Regions from separate parts of the Ovis aries genome. Here region 1 is linked to region 2. Evidence: chromatin contacts called from public Hi-C data. All regions are on one chromosome and are shown on one strand. The core of a region is the stretch at or near the end of the contact, and the rest is flanking DNA. Distances in the headings are between cores, read along the strand shown. Region 1 overlaps PRKAR2B (protein kinase cAMP-dependent type II regulatory subunit beta). Region 2 has its middle 200 kb from the start of NAMPT.

Region 1 (5,318 bases), core at 503-3,002, 680 kb before region 2:
AGGAGGGGGTTTCACCAATGAACCGATTGTGCAGAACTTTACACCTTCCAATGCACCTTCTGGGTCCTTATTAATAAATCTTATGGAACGATTACTAGTTTTTTTCCCCCTCTTACAAATGACATCTTAATTCTCTATATACATGTGACCTTCATGTCTGGTACAAACATAAAATTATGCCTAAATCCATTGGATGATTTAATATATATTCCTTAAGATTTAATTTAAAAAAAACAGTCAGATAGCTTGATGGCTATGAATTAAGCCATTTTTAATAGATCTGGCAGGAAATAATTATATTAATCCATCACTACATACTAATTATGGATACATGAAAATGTTATTAAGACTTAGAATACATAAGAATCTTTTGGAAAATAACCTCAAACTGAGCTCCATAAAAAGTATTATACCTGAGCAATGATTTGTTCTCCATCGTTGTATACTTTGGTGCCTATCACATCTACCACTTTCAGGCGTTCAGAAACCTATAAAGGAAAAAAGATAATAGTTGACCCCTCAACGATATGGGTTTGAACTGTGCACAGTCCACTTATCTACAGATTCTTTCCAGTAAATATAGAGTTGCCCCTCCATACCCACAAATGTGGAACCCAGGGCCACGGAGGGTCTGCTGTAACGGACTTGAGCATCTGCAGACTTTGGTATCCACCAAGGTCCTAGAATCAATCCCTTGGAAACGGATGAACAACTGTATGAAACAAACTAATCAGGTAAATCTTAATTATTTCATGGGCTTAAAAATGGTAGCCTACAGGCCAAATAAACTGAGCAATGTGTGTGTTTATGTGTGTGTTTATATTAATAAACCTAAATAATATAAAAAGCACAATCGCTCAGTGGTGTCCAACTCTTTGTGACTCCATGGACACAAGGCTCTTCTGTCCATGGATTTTACCAGGCAAGAATACTCGAGTGGGTTGCCATTTCCTACTCCAGGGGGATCTTCCCAACCCAGGGATTGAACCCATGTCTCCTGTGTCTCCTGCATTTGTAGGCAGATTCTTTACTCGCTGAGCTATCAAGGAAGCCCCATTATATAAATTACTTGCCAGCATTTTTAACAAATTTTTCATAAAAACTTGAATTTCCAGCTTCTCTTGAAAAATCAGAACTGTCAGCAACACTCAGCCTATATTTTCCTGTGTCACAAATAAACTCTGGTGCACTAACAGCCGTTTCCTAAGATGGAGCACATGCTCTCCAGTTTACCAAAGTCCCATCCTGGCTTGGTTTTCTTCTTTGTTACTTGCCTAGCTCTGAAGGCATTTGAATTTCCAACTCTGACCTATTTTTACTTAGACAGATCTGCTGGTGGAGAAGATGAGCTGCCCGATATGCATTCTGAAATGAGGCCCGAATGTCTACCAGGTGAATACTGACAAGCCAACACAGGGGCATGACAGCAGGTAGGTCTGTCAACCTCAAGGATTCTGGCCAAGAGGCTGGAAGGATGGTATTGCTATCACTCAGGTGGGGAAGAGAAGGAAGGATGTTTGGGACATGTCCGTTTGAGATATCTTTTAGATGTCCCAGAGGAAATGCTAAATATGCAGTCAGATAAACAAGCCTGGCTTCCAGGGTGGGGCCTTGCACAGTGATGTCAATTTTAAGAGGCATTGACATAATAGCCATTTAAAGCCAGGGGACTTGACAAGTACAGCACGGGAATAAGTGCAGACTGCAAACAAGAAAGAGACACCTTGGGATGCCAATTTTAAAAGGAAAGGAATAAGGAAGGAGAGGCCAGTGAGGACATTCTGTATTTAGATAGCCTCTTCCTGTAAAGGCTACTGCCTACATTTATGTGATTAGTTTAAGTCTGCTTTTAGAAAGAGACCTCATGTAAATCTGCTGTAGCTGCTCCCAGGAGTCTATTATGTGTAAATAACAAAATAGATAGTTACAGGCAGTGGAAGAAATACTAAGCTATTAAAACAATGTAATCTTTTTAAGTGAAAATATGGATAGATTATTATTCAAAGAAACCCTCTACAAAGCTAAGCATTCCTAACAAAACAGAAGCTTTTAAAGCAAAATAAAAGCAGAAACATATACTTACTTCCAAAGATTTAAGGAATGGCAGTGACTCGATAAAGCTTTCATACATTTTTCTCTTTTTGGCATTATTTTTTACAATTATCCTCCTGAAGGTTACCCTGTCCTAAAGGCAGAATATCAAATATGAAGACAATTAAAAGGTAGACTTTATGAGGAAAGAAAGTTTGAAGAGATAGTTTCATTTATTCCCTGTAAGAAACAAACAATAATTGAAGATTTTAAAAATAAAAGATTAATATTATACTTCTAATACAACTCATTTCAGATTTTTATTTCCTTAAGCATAAATATAGAACCATATAAAATGTTATTTTCATGCTTTTGAAGGAAAGCAACAGTTTACTTTTAATTAAGAACAGAGATCTGACCAACATGTAACTAGTGGACTAACCCACGAGGTGGCGCTGTTGCACTATTAAAGAAATACCAGCTGCTTTTTTATTTTTCTCCTCAGCTTTTTGAGATACAATTGACTTGTAATATTGTTTAAAGGTAGACAACATGTTGATTTGATATACTTATATATTGTAAAATTATTACCACAGTAGAATTACTTAGTACCACAAATAATTGTCATTTCTTTTTTTGTGGTGACATTTAAGATTTATTCTCTTGGCAGCTTTCAAATATATATTGACAGTATTGTTAACTATAATCAGGTACACTGGATCTTCAGAACATATTCCTTTTAATAATTACACCCCCAACCCCTGGCGACCAACATTCTACTCAGTTTTTATGAGTTCAAACTAGTACTGAGTTCTTCTGTTATAGATAACAGCCCTCAAGTGTTAAAATTCAGTGGGAAGTGTCGAGCTTTTTTTTTTTTTTTAATTTTTTAAAATTTAAATTTATTTTAATTAGAGGCTAATTACTTTACAATATTATATTGGTTTTGCCATACATCAACATGAATCCGCCACGTGTGTACATGTGTTCCCAATCCTGAACCCCCTCCCACCTCCCTCCCCATACCTAGATGTCCATCAGCAGATGAATGGATAAGAAAGCTGTGGTGCATATACACAATGGAGTATTACTCAGCCATTAAGAAGAATACATTTGAATCAGCTCTGATGAGGTGGATGAGACTGGAGCCGATTATACAGAGTGAAGTAAGCGTTTTTTTCTTTTTGAGGTATAACTGGCATACGTCATACTAGTTTCAGGCGTAGGACATAATGATTCAGTATTTGTATCTGTTGTGAAATGATCACTACAATAAGTAGTTAACATCTGTCACCATAGTCACAGAATTCTTTTTCTTGTGATGCAAACTTTAAACATCTACTCTCATAGCAACTTTCAACTATACAATACAGTAGTATTAACTGCAGACACCATACTGTACGTTACGTCCCTAGGATGTATTTTTAACTGGAAGTTTGTACCTTTTGACCCCCTTCACCCATGACCAGCCTTTTATTTAAAAAACAAAACAGAAAACCTGGGTGTGCATCCCTTTTAGTAAGGTGTTGTTATATGTATGTTTCCGTTATACACAAAAGCTCACACACACACATGCAGAGGTTTGACATGTCCTCATGTTTCTTGTGGGCTGCAGTTAAAAAAAAAACATGGAAACCAGTAGTGTTAGAAAATGTTTTTAAATCATGCAGTTACAATGTAAAGAGAGCTTGAAAAATTACTGACTCTAGGATTTTATGTCACATCCACATATCAGTTTTCTTTTTTAAAACTGTGCACAGAGAAACTACAGCTTTCGTGAGTAGACTTTGATTCCAGTGTTTATCATGTTCACTGCCCTCAAATGTTCCTATGTTTATACTACTTAACCCCAAGGTTCCAACACTGAATTGAGGAACGAGGGAAAACTTTATAGGTAATGGCTCAAAAAATGGTCTTCCTACAAATTTTACATTTTAAAAATTCCTACAAAACATTCTATTAGTTCTCAGTGAAGAGCTCTCAGAATTATGTTAGTTTGGCATACACTGATCAACAACTATACTCTTTTAATACAAAATAAAATTAATAGGGATATGTTCTTTAATTAATAGATTACTAGGACAAATATTAAGGAATTTAAATGAACCGACAGGATAGAGAAAAATGCCAGTGTGGATGTAAGTATCTAGGAAATTAAACATCCTGTTCTCTAATTTAGTCTACTATAATTTTATAAGGGCTGTGATTTGGACTTGCACTCAATCATTTTTTAAAAAAGAAAAAATTTTCAAGATAACAAGTAAAATTATTGAAATAATTTGCAAGCCTGGCTCTGCATTTGGAATCAGTTGTTGTGTTTTTTTCAAAAAGGTTTCTAAGATCCCAGACTTTAATGATTGAAAATCTCTGCAAATAGCACTCTATAATAATCTTCATTTCATGAAAGCTCCCCAAGTGACTCTGATACATAAACAGGTCTGGGAAGCAGCTGCAACACCATTTTATGAACAAGGTTTATTACAAAACAGAGAAGCCAAGAAATGGGTTAGCAATTTATAAATTAACCACAGCAACAAGCTATGTGTCTCAAGAAAAATCTTCTACTAGTGGCCTGCCTCTTCACACTCACTGTGACATAACAATAAAATCCAGAAAGTCCCATTTCAAATGTTTTCACCCCAGTCATTTCAATCGTCACCTCTCTAAATCACCGGCATGGTCATGTAGATCAGTTAATTCCCCAAGGCTAACAGTGACCTAGACTTATTTACAAAGTTGGACTATTCTACAAAGGACTTTTCTCTTGAGATTTGCTTATCTTTGCACCTGCACTTACATGGCAGAGCTCCAACCTGTTGGTCTCAAAAGCAAAATTCCTTTTCTATTTGACTGTGTCTGAAAGGGGGCTAGTTAGGCCAGCTGCTAAGAAAGCAGATTTGAAGTATTAATTATGTTAATGACTATAATTTTAAAAAAACACCCACTTCACTTATACACATACCCTAAGGTGATCATCACAAACTGCTCACTTCTACAGAGCTTAAAACGGGTGTGTGCTTGTCACTTAGTCGTTTCCGACTCTTTGCAACCCCATGGACTGTAGCCCGCTAGGCTCGTCTGTCCATGGGGATTCTCCAGACAAAAATACTGGAGTTGCCATGCCCTCCTTCAAGATATCTTCAAACAGGTACAGATTTGTAAAAAACAAACAAACAAACAAACAAAAAAAACTCTGAAAAATCCTTCACCCTTCCTGAGAACATAAGTATCACATATACCTGGAAATTGCTGGACCTCTGTCCCTAGTTTAAGGTTCCTTTCAGGGC
Region 2 (5,245 bases), core at 4-2,503:
CTGAAAACTGTGGACCAAGTGAATCTGGGGCAGATATTTGAAGAAGTTTGAACTCTGACTGGAGAGTCTGCAGGGAGAAAGGATTTGAAATAGCTGTGTTAGGCTCTGGGATGCATTTCCCAGATCCCCTTTCGATAAGGACTCAAGGTCCCAGCTCCTAGGAGTGCTGTGGGCCAGCAGCCCTCAGTCATCAACATCTGGAGGGATTGTCCCATCTGCAATCAGCTGCCTCCTCCAAGATTGTGCCCCTCCCTCTGGTGGCCAGCATCCAATGACTGATCAATGTGAGGACCTCAGTTAGCAAATCAGCTGCTGTACCGTATGATAACTTAATGATATAAATGGCACCTTTTACACTGCAATCCAGGGGTGGTTTGGAGAAGGAAATGACAACCCACTCCAGTATTTTTGCCTGGGAAATCCTATGGACAGAAATCCTGGGCTACAGTCTATGGGATCGCAAAGAGTTGGACATGATTTAGCAACTAAACTACCCCACCAGCAAAGGTGGTTGAAGACTTCGGCATGGTGGCAGGTTCACAGAGCAGTGGGTCTGTGCTGTTCAGAGACCAGGAGGAGGATGTGTGCCAGAAGGCCCTGTCTGGAGGCCCAGCAGTAGCCTAGGAGCTTTGTCTGTGACTCTCCATCCATAATGGGGAATGAATCTGGGGTGCCCTATACTCAGAGGGTTCAGAGAACAAAGCTGAGGCAGTCACTTGTTTGCTGGCCAGGCTAGCTCCTAATCTTGGAACAAGTCAGTGTTTTCTGACAAGAAGGCTAATTTTAGCTTGAGTGAATATCTGTGGTTGTTTATTAATTCAACATCCAATGGAATTAAGGAAGGAAACAGTGAGTCAGACACCATTTATGTGCATCCTCAGCAGTTAGTTTCTTTGGAACCAGAGGCAGAAAAACAGATTGGTTTTACAATCTTTTCATGAACGTTGGGAGACAGTTTTTACCTGGTTTGCAATCACTTTTGTGTCTAGTATTTCAAAACAGTGATGCCTGGGACCTGTTCACTGTCCAGGATGATGCACGCTTTGAGAGGGAGTTGCCTTCAAATTTGAACTCTTCTCTATCCCCGAAGAATCTTAATCGCTTTTGCTCAGAAAACCTGAATTTTACCATCACTGCCTGGGAACCTGCAGGCTGTAGTTCATGACTCTGGGTCTTAAAAGACTTTGCTATTAGGAGAGCCTCTTTGGCCAGCTTCAACTCCCTTTCATGTGTAGCTGCTCAACGTTAATAATAAATTGCAAAACTAGTCCCTTGGAAGCCAGCCACAGCCAACTCCAAACTATAACTCTGTTTGCTGCTACCTTCAGTTCCATCTGGTTTCCTCTCTCAGCTGGTCCTGTCATGAGATTGGGAGTGATCTTACGAAGACACAGGGTGATGGAAGAAGAAAAATTGAAAGCCTGCTGTGACTTTCTCGCTCCTGTAGGAAGTTTCGTAAACAGATGAATCCTTCTCTTGTTTACATCTAGGTTTTCATGAGTTCTGTTTAATTTGGTCAACATATTGTATTCAACAAGGTGCGGGGGGAGGAAAAGGGAGATTACTTCTAAGACAGGCAAGTGGAGGTTCAGTGTTTGGGGGACATGAAGGATAAGGTTTTCTTAAGGGAGTAACCATGCCAGTGCGGTAAACATGCGTGCTGCTCCCCAGTATTGCCGGTTCTTCCCTTCTGGGCACTTGGGAGGACTGTACTTTCCCACTCATTGAAGTTAGTGGACATATGGTTTGTTTTAGTGAATGTCAAATGAGAAGAAATCTTGTGTGTTACTTCTGGGTGGAACCATTCAAGAGCCAATGCATCCTTTCCCATGCTTTCTTTTCCCCTGCTGTGACAAACACTTGAAGTTTCCTGATGAAATAGTGGCATCGTCAGATGATTTGGAGTTACTGTGGACTGGGAGTCAAGCTCACTACCAATCTCCATTGAACATGTAGTGGAAATGGTGAATACTTACTGTGTTAAGTCATGGAGACTTTGTTTTTGTAATTTTTACTTACTACTGCAGCTAACCTAGCCTTTCCTAGCTAAGCTATTGTGGCACTGATTAGCCTCAAAGAAAAGATCTCTATTAATATTTTGGAAACACATTAATAGAAAAGTTCCTTTGCTCTGCAGTCAGCAAGTCTTGCCCTCTCTGATATTTTTGTTTTTGTACCACACTCTTACATGACAAAGGAGAGCCAAAGATCACCAAGTATTTGAGAAATCTTCCAATTTGGAAGGCTCTGTACATACAAAAGCAACAGAAAAAAAAAATAAATAAAAAGGAGGAACTCAGAACAAAGCTCAGATAATTCATGGAAAAGGAGGGGAAACAAAATATATATATATAATTTATATCTTCAGAAAGATGAGATATTACATCCATGAAACAAAACAAAATTATAGAAAATTTGAAAGAACTACTGTATATAAAGTAGATTAACTAGTAAGAATCTCCTGTATAGCCCAGGGAACTCAGCTAAATACTCTGTAATAGCCTATATAGGAAAAAAATCTAAAGAGTGAATATATGTATACGTATAACTGACTCACTTTGCTGTATAGTAGAAAATAACACAGCATTGCAAATCAACTATACCCCAAGAAAACATTTTTTAAAAGAACTCTTATAAAAGAAAGACATTGATAGCAGATTTTTTTTTAATTCAATAGAAAGATTGGAAGAGAACCCTTCCAGAATGAAGGTGAAAAAAATTTAAACAGGGACAATAGGAGTAAAAAGATCAGTCCCTGAGGTCCAGTCTTTATTTAGTATGTGTTTCAGGAAGTCTGAACAGAAAGAGAGGACAGAGGAATAAATTATCAAGGATATAACAGGAGAAAAATTCTTAGTGTGATGAGTCAGTGGAGTAGCCAACACAATGAATAAAAGAAGAAATACTTCCAGGCACATCAGAATGAAATGTCAAAGGCCAAGAATAAAACATTTGTAAAAGTTTCAAAAAAAAAAAAAAAAACACACACAAAGGATGAGAATACCGAGAACTATCAGAAGGTACAAACCAATAGCACCATGCCTTTAAAATCTTGAGGACAAATAATTTTCAACCTAAAATCCTATACCCAATCAGATAACCAAGTGTTAGAAGAACTTTTAGCTATGCAGTGTTTCAAAAATTACCCATTCAGACATTTCCCCCAAAACTCCACATGCTTCACCAATAGCTAATTCACCCAAATGATAGTAGCTAAGGCAATGGCACCCCATTCCAGTGCTCTTGCCTGGAAAATCGTGTGGATGGAGGAGCCTGGTGGGCTGCAGTCCATGGGGTCGCTAAGAGTCCGACACAACTGAGCGACTTCACTTTCACTTATCATTTTCATGCACTGGAGAAGGAAATGGCAACCCACTCCAGTGTTCTTGCCTGGAGAATCCCAGGGATGGCGGAGCCTGGTGGGCTGCCGTCTATGGGGTCACACCGAGTCGGACAAGACTGAAGCGACTTAGCAGCATCAGCAGTACTTATACATATTTATATACATGCTCATTTGATCTTGAGGACAGCTGAATGAGGGAAGTACTGTTCTTTTCACAATGATTTTATAGGTAGGAAAACTGAGGCATAGACAGGCAATGTCTCCAAGGTGGCACAACTAATAATACAGAGCTAGAGTCTGAACTCAGCAGTTTAACTCCAGAGACTATGTTTAGATCACTATTTTACATGACCTTCAAGATAGACATTTAACCCCGGAAACAATGTGCTCAATGAAATGAAAGAGAATTTTAGAATAATAGCTGTACAGCAGACCTGAAATATAATAGTCAATATTGGAATGGAGGAATGAAGGACTCTAAAAGAATATCTCCAGAGGAAAAAAAGAAGTGATAGTTTATCTGACTTATTTGTTTATTGAGGTGATGTCCTGGGGAGATTTAATCTACTCAAGTGAAAATATGAGGCATTTCTTTCTCTTTTTTTTTCCAGTTACAAAGTACTTTTAATCTTCACAAATGAAACAGTTTTCAGGAAAGCTCTCACTTCCTCTACAAGATTAATTTCTAGGGGACTGAATTTCTTTTCCTTGAGGAACCCAGGAAAACATGAGGCATTTTTTTAACTCTAAGAAGTGAACAGTAAAATAAGCACAGTTTACTATCTACTTCAGATATAAAAGCATTTATATATTTATATATTATATTTATACTCAGAATATTGATTTAATAACTATGGTAAAAATACCTTCAGAGGCAGAACTTCCAACTATTGGGAACAGATTAGAAAATTCTCTCTCCACAAAACAAATATAGCATTGGTGGAAAAATATCAGAAACTGATGACTTAAGGGCTCTAAAAGTTAACCACAGGCAAACAACAATTCAAGAAACATGTATTCAGGAAAAACTGCTAGTACTTTGAATAAGAACAGTGGGAGTTTACAGCCTTCTTGCCTGGGGCTGCTTCCATCCCCTCCAGCTCAGTTGGTGAGAAACACAGCTTTTCTAGAGTAGAACTGACTGTGAAAACCAGCAGCGTCACATCCAGAGGGGATTGACTTGATCAGGAGCAGAGTGCAAAGATCCATGCCCAGAGTCATTGTCAGTAGAAGTAGGAACTTCTTGGTAGGAAACAAACAGGAAAAAATCCATACCTCTGCTAGTCTAAGGTGTGGTCAGGTTAGAGTGAGTGGCAAACCAGCCAGAAATGCATGGAGATACTAGAAATGAAAGCACTATAAAAGTATTAGACAAAATCTCCCTCAAGATTGTTTTGTTTATTCGGGTTCTTTTGTGTTTCCATACAAATTTTTAAATTTTTTGTTCTGGTTCTGTGAAAAATACCATTGGCGATTTGATAGAGATTGTGTTGGATCTGGATTGCCTTGGATAGTATGGTCATTTTTACAATGTTGATTCTTCCAATCCAAGAACATGGTATATCTTGTCATACTTTTATGTTGTCTTCAAGATCTTTTATAGCATCTTAGACTTCTCAGAGTACAGGTTTTTTGCCTCCTTGGGAAGGTATTTTATTCTTTATGATGCAAAGATTAATGGGATTGTTTCACCAATTTTTCTTTCTGATATTTTATTGTTAGTGTATAGAAATGCAGCAGATTTCTATGTATTAATTTTGTATCCTGCAACTTTACCAAATTCATTGATGAGCTCTAGTAGTTTTCCGGTAGCATCCTTAGGATTTTCTATGTATAGAATCATGTCTTCTGCAAATAGTGACAGTTTTACTTCCCTTCCAATCTGGAATCCTCTTATTTCTT

What was found. A called contact is a pair of places that touch in the nucleus more often than the background predicts.
Region 1: a contact with region 2 is called in a Hi-C map of blood, with 6 times the contacts expected there. The contact joins two enhancer-like sites. A contact is called at or near these places in 8 of 16 Hi-C or Micro-C datasets (blood, hypothalamus, liver and 3 more).

What each region holds. Positions count from the first base shown.
Region 1 is chr4:49,764,100-49,769,417 of ARS-UI_Ramb_v3.0, reverse strand. PRKAR2B (protein kinase cAMP-dependent type II regulatory subunit beta) reads right to left here. Exons shown (of 11, transcript XM_027968589.2): 7 at 2,084-2,185; 8 at 414-488. Among named protein-coding and RNA genes, the nearest start is that of HBP1, 18 kb to the left of the region's middle. Within about 2 kb of position 1,752, at least 3 of the 54 cell types and tissues checked have an H3K27ac peak or open chromatin away from gene starts, as enhancers often do.
Region 2 is chr4:49,079,564-49,084,808 of ARS-UI_Ramb_v3.0, reverse strand. No RefSeq gene overlaps it. Among named protein-coding and RNA genes, the nearest start is that of NAMPT, 200 kb to the right of the region's middle. Within about 2 kb of position 1,253, at least 11 of the 54 cell types and tissues checked have an H3K27ac peak or open chromatin away from gene starts, as enhancers often do.